Regions from separate parts of the Sus scrofa genome. Here region 2 is linked to region 1. A link is a contact called in public Hi-C data. All regions are on one chromosome and are shown on one strand. Each heading gives the region's core, a stretch centred on a gene start, on an enhancer-like site or on the middle of the called end of the contact. The rest is flanking DNA. Distances are from core to core; before and after follow the strand shown. Region 1 overlaps ANKRD17 (ankyrin repeat domain 17). Region 2 overlaps ANKRD17 (ankyrin repeat domain 17).

Region 1 (3,842 bases), core at 872-3,371:
CCCACTGAGCAGGGCCAGGGATCGAACCCGTGTCCTCATGGATACCAATCAGGTTCGTTACCACTGAGCCACAATAGGAACTCCAAGAAGATTCTTTTTTGAAGTATTTACTTATTCCATCAGTTTTTTGGGGAAGTATGAAAAATATCCAGGTCAGGCAGAGGCTTAATTCAAACAGAAGGACAGTGGAAAAAGTGGTGGAACACAAAAATTAGACTGAGAGTAAATCTCCCAAAGGAATTCCAAATATGGACATTTCTAAAGGTTCTTTCACTTTTGGATAAAATTCATTCTTAGAAAAATGTTATTCAGGTCTTTTAATATTCTCTTTATTCAAAATAAAAGAGAGCAACTGGAAAAAAAATATTCTCTTTATTCAAATATATCTCAATATACATCTTCTTGAATCATGGCTCTGTCACTTCAGGTACTGAAGGTATCCATGTATAACCTCTATTCTACACCCCTATTCTTTTTTAGGGCCACACCCACAGCATATGGAGGTTCCGAGGCTAGGGGTCAAATAGGAGCTACAGCTGCCGGCCTGGGCCTGCCTATACCACAGCCATAGCAAAGCAGGATCCGAGCCGCGTCTGCAACCTACACCACAGCTCACAGCAATGCTGGATCCTTAACTCACTGAGCGAGGCCAGGGATCGAATCCTCAACCTCATGGTTCCTAGTCGGATCTGTTTCTGCTGCACTACAATGGGAATTCCTCTACACCCCTATTCTTTACCACCCAGATTTGAGAACTTCATCTTTAGTTCAGATTATGGCAAAGTCTCCTAGGCAGTCTCCCTTGCTAGCTTTCCTTCAGGCTACCTCTCTCTATCTCTGGCCATGCCCATGGCATCTGGAAGTTCAGGGACAGGGATCAAATCTGTGCCACAGCAGTGACCAGAGCCATAGCAGTGACAACACCAGAAACTTAACCTGCTGAGCCACCAGGGAACTCTTCTTTCAAGCTCTTTTCAACCAAGAACCCAGAGATCTTGCTTATAAGAAAGCACATCACGTCATCCAACGGCCTCTAATCTTATCACGGTAAAGGTCAAAATTTTTATAGGATCTGTCCAGTGGTAAGATCTCATACTTCTCCTTTTACTTCTCTGGTTTCATCACCTACTATTCTCACTCTTCCTCTTTCCACTTTAGCCAAAATGGCTTTCTTTTCATTAAAAATACTAATTAAGCTGCAACTCCAAGATTTATGTATCTGCTGTCCCTCTGACAAGACAGTTTCTCTTGTAGGCACAGATCACTACCTTATTTATTTCAGGTCTTTGCTAAAAAGTCCACCTCTTAGGTGAGGATCTCTGATTACCCTATTAAAAACACAATGTGTGGAGTTCCCGTCGTGGCACAGTGGTTAACGAATCCGACTAGGAACCATGAGGTTGTGGGTTCCATCCCTGCCCCTTGCTCAGTGGGTTAGCGATCCAGCATTGCTGTGAGCTGTGGTATAGGTCGCAGATGCGGCTCGGATCCCGCGTTGCTGTGGCTCTGGCGTAGGCTGGCAGCTATAGCTCGATTAGACCCCTAGCCTGGGAACCTCCATATGCCACAGGAGCGGCTCAAGAAATGGCAAAAAGACAAAACAAAACAAAACAAACAAACAAACCCCCCCCCAAAAAAAACCCCACAATGTGATCTTCACCTTAAACACTGCCTTAGCACTTCCCCAATTTCTCTGCCCATAACCTTATCATTCATTTTATGCCATACTATATAGTTCACCTACTTGTTAAATGTACTCTCCCCTTGCCAAAATGAAAGCTTTGAACAGCACTTAATAAAACTGTCTCAATTTCCCATTTTATAGCACTGACAGTTGCTAGATCCAGTGTTCTCAGTCTAGGACAAATCCTTTCCACAAGACATTTCCTATATAAGAACATTTTTTTTTTTTTTTCCTTTCAGGTGGTCTCTCATCCTCTCTCTCTTTCTCAGGCACATACCCTCTATTTCCCCATTTGAAATCTCATTCAATTTCCTCCGTGTAAGCTTTAAAATAACCTTTCGGAACTATTCTAGCCAACAGATGAACTTCAGAACTTGTGAGCAAAGTTAAAACTGGCACACGCCACAACACTTAACTACTGTAAAGTCTAGCACATAGTACTCAATGTACTCAATTATTTCTCAACATTTGCTGAACAAATATGACTGTCACAAGCATGCTCTACTGTTTTGCTGATCACTTACAGTATTTTCAGTGCCAAAGAACCTGTAACTCTTTATTTTTTTTCTATTCTATTTCCTGCTTGAAGTAGCTTTAACATACTCTTCTGCCAGTCTCATAAGACACCACATGAAAAATATCTGAAGAGTATCAATAATATTGTAGGCCTGTAAAACTGAAAGTTAACTAAGGAATAGAACCTAAAGATAACTATAATGAATGATGTCAGATGAACGACAACGAACACAGAGCCAAGAATAACATCAACTTCACACTTTTGTTAATGCTATATTAACCTCTCTTTCACGGTCTTAAATGATGCTGCATAAAAACACTATTATATAAAAGATGATTCTTTTTTTTTTTTTTTTTTTTTTTGTCTTTTTAGGGCCTCACCTGAGGCATGTGGAGGTTCCCAGGCTAGGGGTCTAATTGGAGCTGTTGCTGCTGGCCTACACCACTGCCATAGTAATGCCAGATCTTTAACCCACTGAGCGAGGCCAGGGATTGAACCTGCAACCTCATGGTTCCCAGTTAGATTTGTTTCTGCTGCGCCACAAGAGGAACTCCAAAAGATGATTCTTAAGTGCTATATTTCATCTCTAAACTCATATACCAAAGAATACTCTCATTCTCTCAACTATTTAAACGCATCTGCTAAAACACAGTTGACCAGGAGCAACATGGAGGTTAGGGGTGCCCATACTCCACTCAGCTGAAAATCTGCAAATAACTTAGACCTGCATAAATGCAGTTCCTCCATATCATGGTGCCTCTATATCCACATTCATGCAACCATGGATTCAACCAACCACAAACTGAAATCTGTGTATAAGGATCTGTGCAGTTCAGACCTATAGGTAAAGGGTCAACTATAAATAAAATGGTTTCTTTTTAGTTAGAGGGGAAAAAAAGAAGCCTCTGAGGAGTGAAGACAATAAGGACTATTAATGATTTTCTGCCAGCTGCATCCTTGGCATTATATTTTTCACTATACTATCCATATTGTTTTATATATGAAATGGTATGACCTTTAATACATAACATCATCAGAAAAACTTAAAAGGTCAAGTCACAAAATATTTACTGAGTCCTTACTAACTGTGAAGTACTACATAATAGGGATTGTAGGACACAAAACAAGAAAGTCCCTGGAACTCACATTCAACTTATGGAAACTAGATTTATGATATTTTTTGAACATTCATAAAACAAATAAAAACCTTGCCTTTTAAAATGGTCAAACTGGAGTTCCCGTCGTGGCGCAGTGGTTAACGAATCCGACTAGGAACCATGAGGTTGCAGGTTCGGTCCCTGCCCTTGCTCAGTGGGTTAACGATCCGGCGTTGCCATGAGCTGTGGTGTAGGTTGCAGACGCGGCTCGGATCCCGCGTTGCTGTGGCTCTGGTGTAGGCTGGTGGCTCCAGCTCCGATTCGACCCCTAGCCTGGGAACCTCCATATGCCACGGGAGCGGCCCAAGAAATAGCAACAACAACAACAACAAAAGACAAAAGACAAAAAAATAAAATAAAATAAAATAAAATAAAATATAATGGTCAAACTATGCATATGAAGTAGAAAACGGCATTAGAAATCACTTCCTTTTTTGTCACCGAAACATTATAGCAAAAGATCTTTTATAATATCGTAAGAAGT
Region 2 (3,842 bases), core at 850-3,349, 68 kb after region 1:
ATTCTTTGTATTTGCTGACTCCAAGCTGAGAGTCTTTCCGATGTTCCCCTAGGAAAACCTGAGCTTACCTCTGGCATCATGAGTTCCAATTTCCTCTGAGATTTTGCTGTCAATCTGATTTCATGAACTTTACATCTTCTTCAAAATTTCTGGTCTCCTGATAATACCTACAGTGGACTGGGAACTGTAATTTTACTGCTCAACATGCTTTCTCCCTGCCTCATTTTTTCAGTACCATAAGCCTTTTTGTCTGTGGGGAAAATATTCCATGTGATTTGGCTGGAGGTCAGTTTTCCTAGTCACCCTTGGGGTGGCCACATGACCCAGGTCTGGCTAGAATGTCCCATCCCCCTCTCCTTTGGCAGCCATCTTTGCCAAATTTGAAAATAAAACTAATACAGAAGAAAAGAGAGACTAAAAATGTTGAAGAAAAAACTAGTACTGATGTTATTATTCAAATCTAGACTTACCCATGCCTAAAGCTGGGTCTTCTCCCCTCCTTCTCCAAATCTGAGCATACATAAAGTTACAGAGCTAATGATGTTCTTTTGTTCTGCTGCAAGGTGGTTTAACCATTGTAATAACATCTGTTCAGGCTTTTCAAAACTGTGGTTTAGTTAAACCTTTAAACTATTTAAGTGGGACGTTGGGAAGAAAGGAAGTTAAATAATGTATTCAATCCACCATTTTAAAAAGAAAAGTCAAAACAATAGCTATAAAATAAACCTGAAGAAATAAAACTAAAGCTTCATAGTTTGGTGTTAAACATATAATGAGGAAATAGCTGTAAATTTTATTAAATACATCTTATCATTCCATAAGACATCTTTCATACCTCTAGGGGAAAAAAAGGCAGATATAAAAACCAATTCTATCTTAACTAGTTTTTTCCCTGAGTTAAGATTCCAATGGTTTCAAAAAGAACAAGGGAGGAAAGGCTGATAGTGATTTAAAATATTTTAATCTATTGTCTATCCAGAGAAAACTCTGAATGGTTATATAGTGGCAACCTCTGGAAGAAAATTTCTTTGGCTTTGGTGTGATTATGTGGACAGAGGTATGGAAGGAGTTGTTTACTTTATAATTTTAGAGGTGATAAAAAGCACAGAAGATAACTGAACTCCTCAAAGTATGAAAGATGAAATGCAATACTCTTAACCTAAGGTAAATAATCCATGGTTCATAGATTTATGCCTCAGAAACTACAATCCTTCTGAAACAATTTGCAAAATGCTGTATTGTATGTATTTAAGTACATTTGAGGAAGAACAGGTCCACAGTTTTCATCAGAATCTAACTAAAATCCATGATCGAAAAAAGGTAAAGAAAACTGCTCCTGGCTGAAAAAACAATAAACCTTCATTCAAGAATTGCATTTAACATGTAAGTACAAAAAAACCTAAATAATGAATACATTCAACATATGAGACAGTGTGTTAGATATATAACCTCCACCTGTTAGAAAAAAAAATTATTAGCTCCAACATGGATGAAGAAAATGAGGTTTAAATAGTACAGTTCCCACTGTCAAATGTAGTATTAAAACAGGATTCAAAAGCAAGTTTCCCAACTCTTTCCATATATGACTTTTTCCTGGAGAAATATTGGGAAAGAAATACAAAGGTAATGGGTTATTTCATATGGAATATAATGTTATGTCAGGCACAGAAACTGCCAAGTATTCACATGCCTGGGATTTAATGAAACTGGAATCTGACTCTTCTCCCTAACTGCCCTTTGATTAAGATTCTCAGGGATACTTCTAGCAATAACGTCAGGAAGACCTTGGTATTTGATTAAGATGTATGAACTTTAATGTTCAAGGCTGCCTAAGCCAATGAATAGGTCTGGTGCTATTCTGTTCTTCTGGGTTTCATGGGAAGTAAAACAAAGTTGTTCATGTGTGGAAGATAAAAAGTTGCAATACCAAGCCCATGTTTTTTATGTCTTAGCATACAAAACAAGAGGATCTGGTGATAACACTAAAAGGAGACAAGAACTTCTACATATGAAAAGACCTCCTGTTTACTTAAAGCATATTAACAACTTAAAATATATCCCAGAACTAGGCTCTGGCAAAGAGAACTTTAGCACTAAGAGTTTGGGTTGGAGCCAGAAAGCTGGGTCAAATAACGGAGAGGATCACAGACTGTGAGGTGATAATACTGGGTAAGAGTAAGACAAAAAAGGAAGGAAAGGCACAAATGAAAGAATAATCCACAAAGCAAGTTAGGGATATGTTTTAAAGGTTCTGAGATTTAGAAAACAGAATGGTTAGATCTTTGCTTTGATACTTTGCCACTTTATCTAGAACTGCTGAATCACCTGTTAAGCCTACACCAGAGAAGTCAAAGAGACAGGGTTTGCATCATCATTCCCAGAAAAGGAGATAAAGAGTAGGAAAAAGTTGTTGCATTTCCCATTACTTTTTTTTTTTTTTTTTTTTTTTTTTTTGGTTTTTAGGGATGCATCCGAGGCATATGTAAGTTCCCAAGCTAGGGGTCAAATCAGAGCTACAGCTGCAGGCCTCACATCCTCATGGACGCTAGCTGGATTTGTTTCTGCTCCACGACAATGGGAACTCCCTTCCATTACTCTTATCTGTCCTTCTTTATTAATACTATGATTAAATAGTAAAAATTTTTATATTTTGGGGGAATTTAAGAATACATTCTATTTAAAATCTAAAGATCTAGTGAACCCAGAATACAATCCTAAAAGATCATCTAACCCATAAAACTATTATTTGTGGAAACCACATTACAAATCCCATTTCCTATGCTAACACTGGCTCTACCTACAATAAACTGGCGTGCAATTATAGCCAAAGAGTTTTATTGGCAATCTATGAATTTAATAAAATGATCAAATTAAACAGAATTATGAAGGAAAATAAGTCATATTTTTTCTAAATTATAATTTTAAATTATAGTTTTTAATAACAGTCAAATATATTACCAGTCAGTAACCCTATTTTCACAAAGCTCTCCATTCTTCCTCAACTTCAGTTTTAAAAACTACTATTTATGGAGACTGTTATAGTTCACAAATGTTTCACAAAAATATTTCATCTGACCCCCACCAAAAGAAGGTTTTATGATAGCCCTTTTACGTGAGGCTGAGAGATTTACCTTGCATATCACACTAACAGCATAAATTAAAAGATGGAGTAGAGTCTAAGACAGATTTTTCTCACTTCACATTTTTGAGAATTTACTAAAAAGAGATCATCTATAAGGTATGTATTTTTGATTTGATGTTCAAGAAAGGGTTGAAGAATAGTATTCTATTCACTTACCATCTGAAATCCATTTCTAGATCAATTACATGAATTTTTCCCAAGATGGCGTCAGGGAAAAAACAAGTATAACAGAACAAAGCAACATTGACTTCACTCCAATAAAGTCTTTTTTTTGAAGAAGGAGAGGGCAGTCTGATAATCTGGTGTTCTAACTAACTCTTAACACACCAGGGTTATTATTACTTATGTATAATGATCCAGGAGGAGGTAATAAATTAGAAAAAGATGTCATTCACACAGATCTGTAAAGAGGACCTAAATGCAAGATAAAATGAGCTAGTGAGTTCTACAATTTACACAAAACATTTCCTAAAAAATTACTAGGGAGACCACAAAAGAATAGAAGGGAGGCAGTGAACTACAGGAGTTAGAAAAAGCAGACTTTGATGAGAGACTGCCCATGTTTATATTCTATTTCCATCATTTACTGTGACCCTGAACAAGTTTTCTTTCCCTTGATTTTTTTCAACTATACAATGTGGATAATAATATTATCTATCTCTTAGGGTTACTGTGAGGATTAAATGAGAGACAATACATA

The links. Hi-C and Micro-C count contacts between places; a contact is called where the count stands out from the background.
Region 2: a contact with region 1 is called in a Hi-C map of liver, with 2.6 times the contacts expected there. The contact joins two enhancer-like sites. A contact is called at or near these places in 5 of 47 Hi-C or Micro-C datasets (blood, embryonic fibroblasts and liver) and 1 of 2 datasets of contacts at active chromatin or transcription factors (alveolar macrophages).

Annotation. Positions count from the first base shown.
Region 1 is chr8:69,439,515-69,443,356 of Sscrofa11.1, forward strand. The region is part of intron 5 of ANKRD17 (ankyrin repeat domain 17); the gene reads right to left. Among named protein-coding and RNA genes, the nearest start is that of ANKRD17, 90 kb to the right of the region's middle. Within about 2 kb of position 2,122, at least 3 of the 83 cell types and tissues checked have an H3K27ac peak or open chromatin away from gene starts, as enhancers often do. A contact at or near this core is called in liver, where this site is marked.
Region 2 is chr8:69,507,437-69,511,278 of Sscrofa11.1, forward strand. All of the region lies in intron 3 of ANKRD17 (ankyrin repeat domain 17), which reads right to left. Among named protein-coding and RNA genes, the nearest start is that of ANKRD17, 22 kb to the right of the region's middle. Within about 2 kb of position 2,100, at least 2 of the 83 cell types and tissues checked have an H3K27ac peak or open chromatin away from gene starts, as enhancers often do. A contact at or near this core is called in liver, where this site is marked.